Regions from separate parts of the Cyprinus carpio genome. Here region 1 is linked to region 2. Evidence: chromatin contacts called from public Hi-C data. All regions are on one chromosome and are shown on one strand. Each heading gives the region's core, a stretch centred on a gene start, on an enhancer-like site or on the middle of the called end of the contact. The rest is flanking DNA. Distances are from core to core; before and after follow the strand shown. Region 1 has its middle 31 kb from the start of LOC109100549. Region 2 has its middle 19 kb from the start of LOC109100549.

Region 1 (7,617 bases), core at 1,561-4,060, 52 kb before region 2:
GCTTAGTAACCACATAGCAACCAACTACAACATCATAGCAAAGTTTAAAACCACTCAGAAGAGCTTAGTAACCACATAGCAACCACCTACAACATCATAGCAAAGTTAAAACCAATCAGAAGAGCTTAGTAACCACATAGCAACCACCTACAACATCATAGCAAAGTTAAAACCACTCAGAAGAGCTTAGTAACCACATAGCAACCACCCTACAACATCATAGCAAAGTGAAAACCACTCAGAACAGCTTAGTAACCACATAGCAACCACCTACAACATCATAGCAAAGTTAAAACCACTCAGAAGAGCTTAGTAACCACATAGCAACCACCTACAACATCATAGCAAAGTTAAAACCACTCAGAAGAGCTTAGTAACCACATAGCAACCACCTACAACATCATAGCAAAGTTAAAACCACTCAGAAGAGCTTAGTAACCACATAGCAACCACCTACAACATCATAGCAAAGTTAAAACCACTCAGAAGAGCTTAGTAACCACATAGCAACCACCTACAACATCATAGCAAAGTTAAAACCACTCAGAACAGCTTAGTAACCACATAGCAACCACCTACAACATCATAGCAAAGTTAAAACCACTCAGAACAGCTTAGCCAAACCACATAGCAACCACCTACAACATCATAGCAAAGTTAAAACCACTCAGAACAGCTTAGTAACCACATAGCAACCACCTACAACATCATAGCAAAGTTAAAACCACTCAGAAGAGCTTAGTAACCACATAGCAACCACCTACAACATCATAAGAGCTTTAGCAAAGTTAAAACCACTCAGAAACAGCTTAGTAACCACATAGCAACCACCTACAACATCATAGCAAAGTTAAAACCACTCAGAACAGCTTAGTAACCACATAGCAACCACCTACAACATCATAGCAAAGTTAAAACCACTCAGAAGAGCTTAGTAACCACATAGCAACCACCTACAACATCATAGCAAAGTTAAAACCACTCAGAAGAGCTTAGTAACCACATAGCAACCACCCTACAACATCATAGCAAAAAACCACTCAGTTAAACCACTCAGAAAGAGCTTAGAAAGCTTAGTAACCACATAGCAACCACCTACAACATCATAGCAAAGTTAAAAACCACTCAGAACAGCTTAGTAACCACATAGCAACCACCTACAACATCATAGCAAAGTTAAAAACACTCAGAAGAGCTTAGTAACCACATAGCAACCACCCTACAACATCATAGCAAAGTTAAAACCACTCAGAAGAGCTTAGTAACCACATAGCAACCACCTACAACATCATAGCAAAGTTAAAAACCACTCAGAAGAGCTTAGTAACCACATAGCAACCACCTACAACATCATAGCAAAGTTAAAAAAAAATACTCAGAACAGCTTAGTAACCACATAGCAACCACCTACAACATCATAGCCAAAGTTAAAACCCACTCAGAAGAGCTTAGTAACCACATAGCAACCACCTAAAACATCATAGCAAAGTTAAAACCACTCAGAAGAGCTTAGTAACCACATAGCAACCACCTACAACATCATAGCAAAGTGAAAACCACTCAGAACAGCTTAGTAACCACATAGCAACCACCTACAACATCATAGCAAAGTTAAAACCAATCAGAACAGCTTAGTAACCACATAGCAACCACCTACAACATCATAGCAAAGTGAAAACCACTCAGAACAGCTTAGTAACCACATAGCAACCACCTACAACATCATAGCAAAAGTTAAAACCACTCAGAAGAGCTTAGTAACCACATAGCAACCACCTACAACATCATAGCAAAGTGAAAACCACTCAGAACAGCTTAGTAACCACATAGCAACCACCTACAACATCATAGCAAAGTTAAAACCACTCAGAACAGCTTAGTAACCACATAGCAACCACCTACAACATCATAGCAAAGACTAAAACCACTCAGAAGAGCTTAGTAACCACATAGCAACCACCTACAACATCATAGCAAAGTGAAAACCACTCAGAACAGCTTAGTCAGAAGAGCTTAGTAACCACATAGCAACCAAAAAAATACCAAAAATAAAACTACAAACAAAAACCAAAAAACCAAACAACAACATAGAAAAAAACAACCAAAAACAAAACACAAAAAGCAAATCTTAAAAACCACTCAGAACAGTCAAGGCACCATATAGCAATGCCCTAGCAACCATTTGTAATACCACAGCAATGCATAAAAAAGCCTAAACATTTGGGCTATCTTCATAACCACATAGCAATTCCCTAGCAACCACTCAAAACACCAGAGCATTGCATAGCAAAGCTTAAAAGAGCAGTTACACAGAAAAGTTTAGTAACCACATATCAACACCCTAGCAACTGCCTAGAACATAAAAACAACTGCATTGCAAAGCTAAAAAAAAAACACTCAGCTTAGTTACTACATAGTAGTGCCATAGCAACCACAGAACAAAACTTAAAAAAAAAAACCCTCAGCAGAATTTAGTAACCACGAAGAAATAGGGAATAATGCTTTTATGTTACTATTTCTGAGTTCAGTCTGTCGCCAGTCAGTCAGTACAAAGAAAAAAATCATTTGATTTTTTTTTTTTCCTCAAAAAGACAAATGACTACATAATGTGAAGTCCCCATCCTACATTCCACCCGTCAGTCAAAAGTTATTGGTTGCAATTGTGTAATTGTCTTCAAACAGACACATCTCAAACTCTTTCAGCCTGTGTTCTGTCAGACACTAAATCTCAATGTGGGCCAGACAGGCTTGCTGCAGGACGCAGTGCTGGATATGTGACCTTCTCAAGTCTAAACTGTGTCGTCTGTGTGAGGGAGGACGTGCGCTATTTTTACACAACGACAAATTGTGAAGGAAATGAAGCGAGAGGGAGGGTTGAGAGTGGGCGACAAGACCTGTAAACTCTTTGAAGCGAGACCTATAAGAGAGAAATTTCACAAATGAGATATCTTTAATATTTTTCATAGATTACTTGATCTAAAAAAGGTTTTCCTAAATTAACTGTAGCAACCAATGAAGGCTTTTTGGTGAAGATTTCCTGCTTTTCAAATGTTTCAAGTCTCACATATGTACTGTTAAATTTTAAAAAAAAACCAATAAAAACCTTTCCCAACCTTTTAAATAAAACAAAAATCAACAATCAGAAATCATAGATCTCAGTATGAAGTCTGATTTTTCTCATTATTTCCAAGACCAAACTATTTGAGCCATGCTGTCAAAATAAATTTTACCGGTATGCTCTTTCCTGATCAAGCAACAAAAAGTATAATTGGGCATTTGATCAGTGTATAGGCTGAGCTAGCTGACTATTCGGCTAGTGGTATGCTAAGCTAGTACCCACACAATAAGTTTAGCTTGCAAAATAGAGTTTCTCAGAGCAACTGTGTTGCACAAATGTCTTGCATTCCCCCAAGAAATGTTGCGTTCACTGGCAAAATGTTTGCGTTCTCTTGTGAAACTTTACGTTCACTCACAAAATGTTTGTGTTTCCTATTGAAACTTTACGTTTACTCACAAAATATTTATTTTCTCTATAGAAAATTTACGTTCACTCACAAAATGTTTGTGTTCCCTATTGAAACTTTACGTTTAATAACAAAATATTTATTTTCTCTATAGAAACTTTACACTCACTCACAAAATGTTATTTTTTAAACTCTATTACGCACAAAATTACACAAAACTTTACGTTCACTCACAAAATGTCTGTGTTCCCTATTGAAACTTTACGTTTAATAACAAAATATTTATTTTCTCTATAGAAACTTTACACTCACTCACAAAATGTCTGTGTTCCCTATTGAAACTTTATGTTTACTCACAAAATATTTATTTTGTCTATAGAAACTTTACATTCACTCACAAAATATTTGTGTTCCCTATTGAAACTTTGTTTACTCACAAAATATTTGTTTATTCTATAGAAACTTTACGTCACCACAAAATGTTTGTGTTCTCTATAGAAACTTTACGTTTACTCACAAAATATTTATTTTCTCTATAGAAACTTTACGTTCACTCACAAAATATTTATTTATTGAAACTTTACGTTTACTCTCACAAATATTATTTAATAGAAACTTTACGTTCACTCACAAAATATTTATGAAACTTTACGTTTACCCTATTGATTCTATAGAAACTTTACGTTTACTCTCACAAAATGTTTGTTCCCTATTGAAACTTTATTTACTCACAAAATATTTACATTCTATAGAAACTTTACGTTCACTCACAAAATTTTGTGTTTCCCTATTGAAACTTTACGTTTACTTACAAAATATTTATTTTCTCTATAGAAACTTTACGTTCACTCACAAAAAATTTATTTTCTCTATAGAAACTTTACGTTCACTCACAAAATATTTGTGTTCCCTATTGAATTGAAGTTTGCATACAGTAGTGAAACTTTGCATCCCCCCTTTGTTTACTCAAAACTTTACGTTTACTCACAAAATATTTGTGTTCCCTATTGAAACTTTACATTTACTCACAAAATATTTGTGTTTCCTATTGAAACTTTACGTTTACTTACAAAATATTTATTTTCTCTATAGAAACTTTACGTTCACTCACAAAATCCCCTATAGAAACTTTACGTTTACTTACAAAATATTTAAATTCACTATATAAACATAAACTTCAATCACAAAATGTCTGTGTTCCCTATTGAAACTTTACTCACAAAATATTTATTTTCTCTATAGAAACTTTAAATTCACTCACAAAATATTTGTGTTCCCTATTGAAACTTTACGTTCACTCACAAAAATATTTATTTTCTCTATAGAAACTTTAAATTCACTCACAAAATATTTGTGTTCCCTATTGAAACTTTACGTTTACTCACAAAATATTTGTGTTCCCTATTGAAACTTTACATTTACTCACAAAATATTTATTTTCTCTATAGAAACTTTAAATTCACTCACAAAATATTTGTGTTCCCTATTGAAACTTTACATTTACTCACAAAATATTTATTTTCTCTATAGAAAACTATTTTACGTTTACTCGTGTACAAAATATTTGTGTTTTCCTATTGAAACTTTACTTTACTTACAAAATATTTATTTTCTCTATAGAAACTTTACGCTCACTCACAAAATATTTGTGTTCCCTATTGAAACTTTACGTTTACCTCACAAAGTATTTATTTTCTCTATCCCCCCTTTGTTCACTCACAAAATATTTGTGTTCCCTATTGAAACCTTTAAGCGTTTACTTACAAACATGTAACTTTTCTCTTGCAGAAACTTTAAGTCACAAAATGTTTGTTCACCCCCCTTTGAAAACTCACAAAACGAAAAATTACCCACAAAAAAAAAATTACCACCATCTAATCTTAAACTATGCACACTCACTTTAACCTTTAAGAATCAAAAAATGCTCACGTTCTCTGTTTAAACCGTGTTCACTCACAAAAATGTTGACGTTTCCCAAACAATGTGTTTGCTTTTAAATGTTTTGCATTCCTCCAATAAACTTTGTGTTTAGCTAGCTAGCAGTAAACACATCAACTTTAACTATCTTTAAACACCATGTTTAGCAATTTTTTGAGACAAAAAATGTACCATAGAAGAAAACATTTTATGCTAATATGCTATAGCTCCCCTTGTGGCAACATTGAGAGTGTTAGCATACATACAAATAACATTCAGACATATAAAAAAAGGACGTGCAAAAGCAACCTTGTGAAGGTAAAAACAAATGTTTCAGACAGAGACTCCCTGACATACAGACAAAAATAAAGATTGCCTACCTAGATGACACCTACGAATAGTACAACACACACACACACACACACACACACACACACACACACACACACACACACACACACAGAGCTATATCTGGATGGTACCCAAATCTCTCCCCGTGGTCTGCTCTCTGCTCGGGTGTGTCCACCCGCCTTGGGACGGGACAGAATAGACTATTGTTAACCTCAGAAGACACAAAAATTTCAAACAATTCAACACACACACACACGCTCACACAGCCTGACGTGCATGGCAAGTGTGAGTGTGTATGTGTGTGTGTGGCAGGAAAGACTGGTAATGAAGGGCTACAGTTGGCAGATCGTAAAATTTATCTCATTGTTATCAGTCCTCAACAAGCCTTTGTTCTGCGATTTGTCCTCTCTGCTTTGTACGTGATGTGGTGGTTTTTAGATGTAAGTGTGTGTTTGTGCGGTATGCATGGAAAATTTGACTGTTCTTTGTAGACAAAAAACTAAAATAAACAAAAAAAATTTAATTAAAATTAAATGCCTGCATGTGTGTCGCAGTTTGAATCGTGCGTCTTTCAGCATGACTGCAAAGTCATCATCAAAGCTGTCTTTGAGCCTGCAGAGCCAGTCCGCACACACATACACACACATTGAAGTCAAGCCGGGTGACTTGCTGAGTTGCTGAGAGTGTGAGAATGAGTGTGACATATGTAACACCTGATCTCAGCATATCCTTCTATTCATATATAAACACTTAAGACATACTGATCTTCAAGAGCCCATCTTCTCTCTCTCTCTCTCTCTCTCTTGTTCTGAGGGCCTGACAGTGCTGTTCTGTTGTCAGGGCTGGAGTGTGTACTACAGTGTGACTGGCAGTGAGTTATATAAGGATGCTGCTGCTCGGTGCCGATGATGTTACACTTTGCAATATATTCATGTAATGTAATATTCATATAATTTGTTGTATTTAAATATTTATTATATAAGTAATAATTCACATGCATTATATTACAGATTTAATAATTTATATTAAAATTAATAATACATTTTATGAATAAACATATATATATATATATATATATATATATATACACACACACACACACACACACACACACACTAATTTATTATTAATATTAATGTATTATTTTATTTTATTGTAGCATGTAGTAGTATATAGTATTAGTTATATTATTATGTATATAATTCATTATATTATATATTTATATAAAACAATGTATTCATATCATGTAAAAACTATAGATATATTTTGAATATAGATAGATAGATAGATAGATAGATAGAACATATATGAATTTATATTATATGAAGACATTTATGGTTATTGATGTATTGTTTTTAATGTAGTAGAATTATAAAATACATTACAGATTATATTATTTTTAAACAATTATTTTTATTATTATTAATAATGTTTTTAAATATATTGTATTTCATTATTATTTTTTATGCATACAAATATATATATATATATATATATATATATATATATATATATATTTATATATATATTATTTTATTAATTTTTTTTTTTTTTTGCAGCCATCCATTCATATGTCTGTCCACTCACATATTCATCCATGTATATTTACATTTATTCATCCATCATAATCCATAATTTTCAGTCCATCTGCTGGACTGAGATTTGACCTCGGCTCCGTTGACCTGCCATCTGTTGATGTTGACAGGACAGTCTCCATTCTCCATTGCTCAATGGCAGCTCAGAAAAGCATTGGAAATTCTGTCCCAAGGAACAAATTAGCAAGAATTTCACACAGAAGAAAACCCCGTCTCTGCTTGACGTCATGCTTCTTTATTCCACATTTTTGCAGCACTCTGAAACCCTGCTGTTATTTCCACATTGTTCA
Region 2 (6,935 bases), core at 3,292-5,791:
AGCTCTGGGCATGTGACCAAAAGTACAAATCTTATTGGTTCTTAATGCGATGGAATAAAAATCCTTCTTTTTGCTGGCATGCAAATGTACGTGTCAGTCTGAACAGGCACATTAACAGCTAATTTATATTAATATTTCAATTAATGTTTGTCGCACCAAATATTTGTCTTTTTCCCCAATATATTTAGAATTATTTTATATTTAGCAGTTGATATTGTTAAATTAAGTAGCTACTGTATATTTAATATTAATATTATAATCATTTATTATTATTAATTAAATTCGCAACTTTAAAATTGAAACTTTGTGATTCCTAAAATTTACGTATTCTTGGAGCTTTGCTTGAATCGTTTTGGACTATATTCATGACAGAATGTGCACAGTACTGAAAAAAAATCTGGATTGAACACAAATGCATACTATTACACATACAATCACAGTGCTTATTATTCATAAATATCTAGATTTCCAATGAGTGAGTCACATACACACATAAGATGATGAAAAAAACGACTTTTTCACCAATAAAACTGGCAACACTCTTAAGATCCTACAGTTTCCATCGCAGTTTGTAATCACCACATTCATCCCTGAATTCAATCAGACCGTTAATCTGAACAGTATCTTAACTCTTTAATCGGTTTTGGGTCATGACCTAATCTCGCTGTGACTAATGTCTTCCCCTCAGACAACATATCTGACACATATCGCATGACTCAGTGCCTGCAGGCTTCACAAACATGGACAAGCATGACAGATAATTCAGATGTTCTACTTTCACAAGTATTTTTAGGTTACGCATCCATGACGTTCAGCTGCTCTTGGAAATGTACTGTAGATATAATGGTTTCTCCCTCATTGTGCAGTACTGTGTCAATATTGTCTGTCTGTCTTTGTGAAGTCCTCTGCTCAGACAGCGCTCAGTAGAGGGAAGCCTAGCCAGCTAGAGTAAGAGACCACTCAACTGCACCATGACTGTCAGTGTGTGTGTGTGTGTGTGTGAGAGAGGGAGAGAGAGATCACAGTAACACTCAAGCATCCGCTGTGAGCTTGGTGTTTTCACAGCACAGAAAATACACACACATACAGACGTTTAAAGCTAAATTAGCGAGAACCTCTCACTGACATTTTCAAATCCTCTCATAGTTTTGATACTTAGATAATGATATTTAATATAACTTACCCGGATCTTAACTCTCCAAATATGTTAATATATAATAATAATAATAATGTAAATGTTATAGAGTGCTTTTTGTAGGCTCATCTGCCCATTTTCCACTTTCACACATGTAGTTTTTACTGGATGTCACAATCATTCACAACCTCCGTCAAGAAAAATACTGAATTAACTTTTTGACACTCAGCATATTCCATTTTCGTCCATTCTTTAAAACACAAGATTTAAACCCCTGATGCAATTGTACTTGAAAATAACTTACTAAAAACTAAATATGTATTTTCTTTTTAAATTAGATGTGCTTAGCGATTTGTTAAATCCACCTCATTAGCTTGCTAAAGCTACTAGCCGGAAACAAAATAGCAAAAAAGCTTTATACTTGATTTTCAGTAGGAAAACTTTACTGCTAAGTCGTGTATCTATTGATTAAATGACATGTTAACTTGAGGCTGTGAAGGACTGAAGTACATTTTGTCATGCTGTTGTGAACCAAGTTGTTGTTCTGGTGAAAATTAAGCATTAAAATGCATTTCAGTATATTGTTAAGAATAACTTGGCCAACAAAAGTTTAAAAATGTAGTTTTAGTGGCCTAAATATTGTCTGGAATTTTTTGCTATTGGTTTCACATTGTTGAGATGTCATTTGAAAATGTTTGCCTTTATTTCATTCTTCTTTTGTTTTTGCATGTTTTGCAATTGACAGAAATAAATACTTATTTACATCAAAGCAGGGGCCTGAGTTGTAAAATTATGTAGTGAAAAATTATTCAAATTTTAACAAGACATTATAATAAACTTATAATTAGCAATTGTAAATTTACTAATATTTTAGCGTTTTTTTCTTACAAAATTTTCTTACATTTTAGTAATATGTTGATATTAGCTAATGAATGAACGAGAAAAGAATAAAACTACACTTTTTTTTGTAAAATTGCAGAAAAAAAACTTAAGTTGACGGATGAAGGATGGATTGAGCCATATATAGTAAAAAAATATATATTTTTAGAAAGAATGTATTAAATTTTAAACTAGTGTAAATTAGATTTTTTATTCATTAAACATTTTATAAAATTTTTAGCAATATGTTTATATTATCTAATGAATAGATTTACACTGAATGGGGACACTTGAGCCATCAATAGAGAGACTTATATGAGGGCTCTTTTCACTTGGGACAGAAAGTTACCAACACCCTAGCATCCACCTAGAAACCCAAACGACTGCATAGCAATGGCCTGGCAACCACATCCTAGCATTCCCCAGAAAATGTAAAAATCTATTTTTTCCCCTGATAATGTCCAATCTGGAATGTACAATTACTTTGTGGTTTCTTGAGATAAAATAAAATGTGCTTGTTTAATCGAAAGTAAGAAGGCCACCTATTTCCTTCTCATTTTAACATTTGGAGAAGTTAAAAACCATCAGCTGCTTCCAATCCTCCTTTCATCCTGCCATCAAAACTTCATCTAAAAATATCACGCAGTAAACAAATGTTCTGTGTCCACAAAAAGAGGAACATCTCTAAAATAAAATGTGAAATGTGAATTGTGAAATGCAGTGTTGTCCCTCCGGTCCTTGGTTGTTGTTTTATTTAGATTGCGGTTGCCATAGAGGTGTCTGGTGTTAAAATACACTGATGGTTTGAGATATTTTAACCCATCTCAGCACGGAGTGCATGGTGTTAATTGGATCCTTGACCTCTGACCTTCTCTCACTCTATCTGGATTTGTATGTCTCACAGTTTTTGTTTTTCTCCCAAAACCCCTCAGCACAACTCTGTTTAATCCTGGCTGTCAATGCAACTTCCTGTTAGAATACACATTAGGCTTTAATTTACTCTCCTGTCATCTCTTTTAGTTACTAGGCCCTTTCTCGCCATTTCCCTTGTTCCCATTTGATCATGTTGAGATACTTCTGGTTTGTGTGTGTGTGTGTGTGTGTGCGCGCTGTGCCATACCCACCTCAGAAGCTGATTATGTGAGGACTTTATCAGGCCACCATGACTCAGCTCAGTACAGCTGACTAATGAAGTGTCTGCTCCACGGCACATTTATTACAGCTGAGCGATTACAGCCATATATATACACAACTGACACACCACATGGGGGAACCTGCAAATATCGGACGTGTTTTTATACACATGCTATACAATCTGCATTGTATAAAGTGCTATATATGAAAATTATTTTTTTTTACCAGTAAAATGAATTAGCTAATGAATCACATTTACCTTATCTGTAAAATATATTCACTTATATCCTGTAATGTCGTTATATCCTGTAACATTGTTGCTGCATATATATATATATATATATATATTATAGTAAACTTACAGGTAACACAGCTGCCAGTTTTTATTTTTATTTTTTTGTAACATTTATCAAATAAATAAATAAATAATATATGAACTACACTCTAAACATGTTTTCAAAAATAAAGAGAAAAGAATTTAACCGTTTTATCTGTTAATTAGTTAAATGTAAGTTATTTTAGCTTCTATACTGAAAAAAAAATTATATATGGACAGACAGACAGACAGACACACACACACACACACACAGAGGAGACAGACAGACAGATGACAGACAAACACACACACACACACACACACACACACACACACACACACACACACAGAGGAGACAGACAGACAGACAGACAGACAGACAGAGAGAAGACAGACAGACACACACACACACACACACACACAGAGGAGACAGACAGACAGATAGAGGAGACAGACAAAGACAGACAGACAGAGACAGACAGAGAGAAGACAGACAGACAGAGAAGACAGACAGACAGACAGACAGACAGACAGACAGACAGAGAGACAGAGAGACAGACAGAGGAGACAGACACAGACAGAGAAAAGACAGACAGACAGACCGACAGACAGACAGACAGATAGACAGACAGAGGAGACAGACAGACAGACAGACAGACAGAGGAGACAGACAGAGAGACAGACAGACAGACAGACAGACAAAGGAGACAGACAGACAAAGGAGACAGACAGATAGACAGACAGACAAAGGAGACAGACAGATGAGACAGACAGACAGAGACAGACAGACAGACAGAGAGAGACAGACAGACAGAGACAGACAGACAGACAGACAGACAGACAGACAGACAGAAACAGACAGACAGACGACACACACACACATAAACATACAAACAAACGATTGATACAGACAGACAGACAGACAGATAAATATTCAATTGATTGATTGATTGATTGACTGATTAAAGATCTTTGAAAATTCCCAATCATTAAGCAACCAAGACTTTATGACCAATGACTAAACATTTCTGAAGTTTTGATTCGGAGCCCAGACTTGAAGACATGATTTCACTGAAATGGCATTAGTGTTGTCTAAGAAACAGCAAGACAGTGGAAACAACAGTGGCAAAGGTGACTTAAAAGCACTTGGAGGAGTATAGCGCAAGAATGCAGGTGCTACTGTTCAACACCCGTACCTAATGCACACACACACACACACACACACACACACACACACACACACACTCCTGGCCCATCTGCATCACGTATTTACACCAAGTTTAGAAAAACAGGAACATTGTGCTCATGAAAATATCTGCTTCCCTTTTGTCCATCCCCTCCAGCACAAGACAAAGGCATTTTTCATGAGTGAGCATGAAGGATGTGTACTCAGACGTTTGGGGAACTCAACATGAAAAACAAGTTCATGTTTACGCGTCAACATGAAAAACAAATTTATGGGTGACCCCATTTGTGCGCTTCACGGTGAGGGTCACAGTGCCGCAACTCACCATTAAAATTGTTTGTGGCATGTTTGTGAGTGCATGTGTGTGCGTGTGTGTGTGAGTGTGTACGCTGATATTTGTCCCATGTTTTCCATTTCTTGGAAAGGAAATGGTACCTAGCGACAAGATGAAAACACAGGAAGTGCAAGCTGAGTTCCTCACATTCCAGCATTGTCTCTATGTGCAGACACACACACACACACACACACACACACACACAGACTCATTTGTAAACTACAAAGCAAAAGCATACACACATAGCACCTGTATGATGATAAACATCACAAGTCTTTCCTAAGGGCTGCCGATTTAATATTAATGTTATTATATTATATTATATTATATTATATTATATTATATTATATTATATTATATTATATCTAAAATAATGTTAATTATAAAATTTGATTTGCTCATGTTCTTGCATCTGAACCAAAGAACCTCTGATTTAGATATTTTGTGTGTAAATATAAACATTATTATATTATATTACATTATATTATATTATATATGAAAACTTCATAATATTTAATATCATTAACAAACCACATTAGCATCTCAAATTTGCTTATATTTAACTATGTGAACCAATAATATGTCCATCTAAACCTTGAATTTGCATATAATGCTCAGGTCATCAGCATAACGAATGGATGATGTCACATTTAAGTCTTTTTAATGAAGTTGACCCCGAGCCCCGTTGCCACACACACACACACACACACACACACACACACACACACACACACACACACACACACACACATCATGCATTTCTGCTCATTTTAATGGAAAGCAAATCTCTGTGGACTTGCATAAGCCTATGATCTTTCTCTATCTCTCTCTTCTGAGTACTGTGAGTGATGTTATTTTCTTAAAAAAGCCTCAAGTGAAGCATCTGTTCTCTCCTCATTATTTTCACCTTTTCTTTCTGTGACAATAATTAATCATAAATTTTTGCAAAGGACACTCAAATCAGAACTCCTTTGAGTTGTTTATATGATAACCATTCTAAAAAAACTTTTTTTTTTTTTTTTTGAAGAATTAGTGTACTGGATTGCCTTGGGTCAGAAACTTCAGCATAGCACACTAAAAACAACATGGCCAGTGGAACACTTTAGAACTGTGTGATTTTGCTACTAACACCCTAACAACTGCATGTCAATGTGATAAATAAAACACTTATCCCAATGTGCTAAAAACACTGCCAGTGGAACACTTTAGAACTGTGTGATTTTGCTATTGCAACACCCTAGCAACCAACAATAACAACCTAGCAACTGCAGATCAACATGCTAAAAACCACTTATGGACATACTTTTACAGCACAGCAATGTGCTAAAAACCACTTACAACATGTTATCAAATGTATAACACCCCGGCAACCACCCAGAACAACCTAGAAACCAGAACATCGTTGCAACACCTTGGCAACCATTTATCACAACACAGAAACTGTATAGCAATGGGCTAAAAACCACTTAGAGCACCTTGGCAACCATATAACACCCTGCCAACCACCCAGTCCAACATAGAAAACCAAAGTTTTCAGAACCACTCAACCCAAATCTTTGTACCTGCACAGCAATGTGCTATAAACACTTTGATACCTTAGCAACCACATAACAACACCCTTGCAACCACCCCGAATACCCTAACAACTGCATTCCAGAATGCTAAAAAAAAAAAAAAACACACAATGTATTAAAAAGTCACATAATAATACCCTGGCAACCACCAACAACAATCTAGCAACCACAGAGCAATGTGCTTAAAACCACTCAATACCCCCTTCTGCATAGCAACATGCTAAAAACACCTAGAAAATCATATCTACTGCATTACACCTTAAAAAACACCCCAAACACCCTAGCAACTGCATAGCAATGTGCTACAAACACATAGAATGCATTAGCAACCAGCTAACAACACCCTAGAAACCACTTAGCAACCGCATTATCCCCTT

Evidence for each region. Hi-C and Micro-C count contacts between places; a contact is called where the count stands out from the background.
Region 1: a Hi-C map of skeletal muscle shows a contact between it and region 2, with 2.8 times the contacts expected there. The contact joins two enhancer-like sites. A contact is called at or near these places in 5 of 8 Hi-C or Micro-C datasets (liver and skeletal muscle).

The regions. Positions count from the first base shown.
Region 1 is chrA22:15,367,419-15,375,035 of ASM1834038v1, reverse strand. No RefSeq gene overlaps it. Among protein-coding and RNA genes, the nearest start is that of LOC109100549, 31 kb to the right of the region's middle. Within about 2 kb of position 2,810, at least 2 of the 8 cell types and tissues checked have an H3K27ac peak or open chromatin away from gene starts, as enhancers often do. A contact at or near this core is called in skeletal muscle, where this site is marked.
Region 2 is chrA22:15,317,572-15,324,506 of ASM1834038v1, reverse strand. No RefSeq gene overlaps it. Among protein-coding and RNA genes, the nearest start is that of LOC109100549, 19 kb to the left of the region's middle. Within about 2 kb of position 4,541, at least 1 of the 8 cell types and tissues checked has an H3K27ac peak or open chromatin away from gene starts, as enhancers often do. A contact at or near this core is called in skeletal muscle, where this site is marked.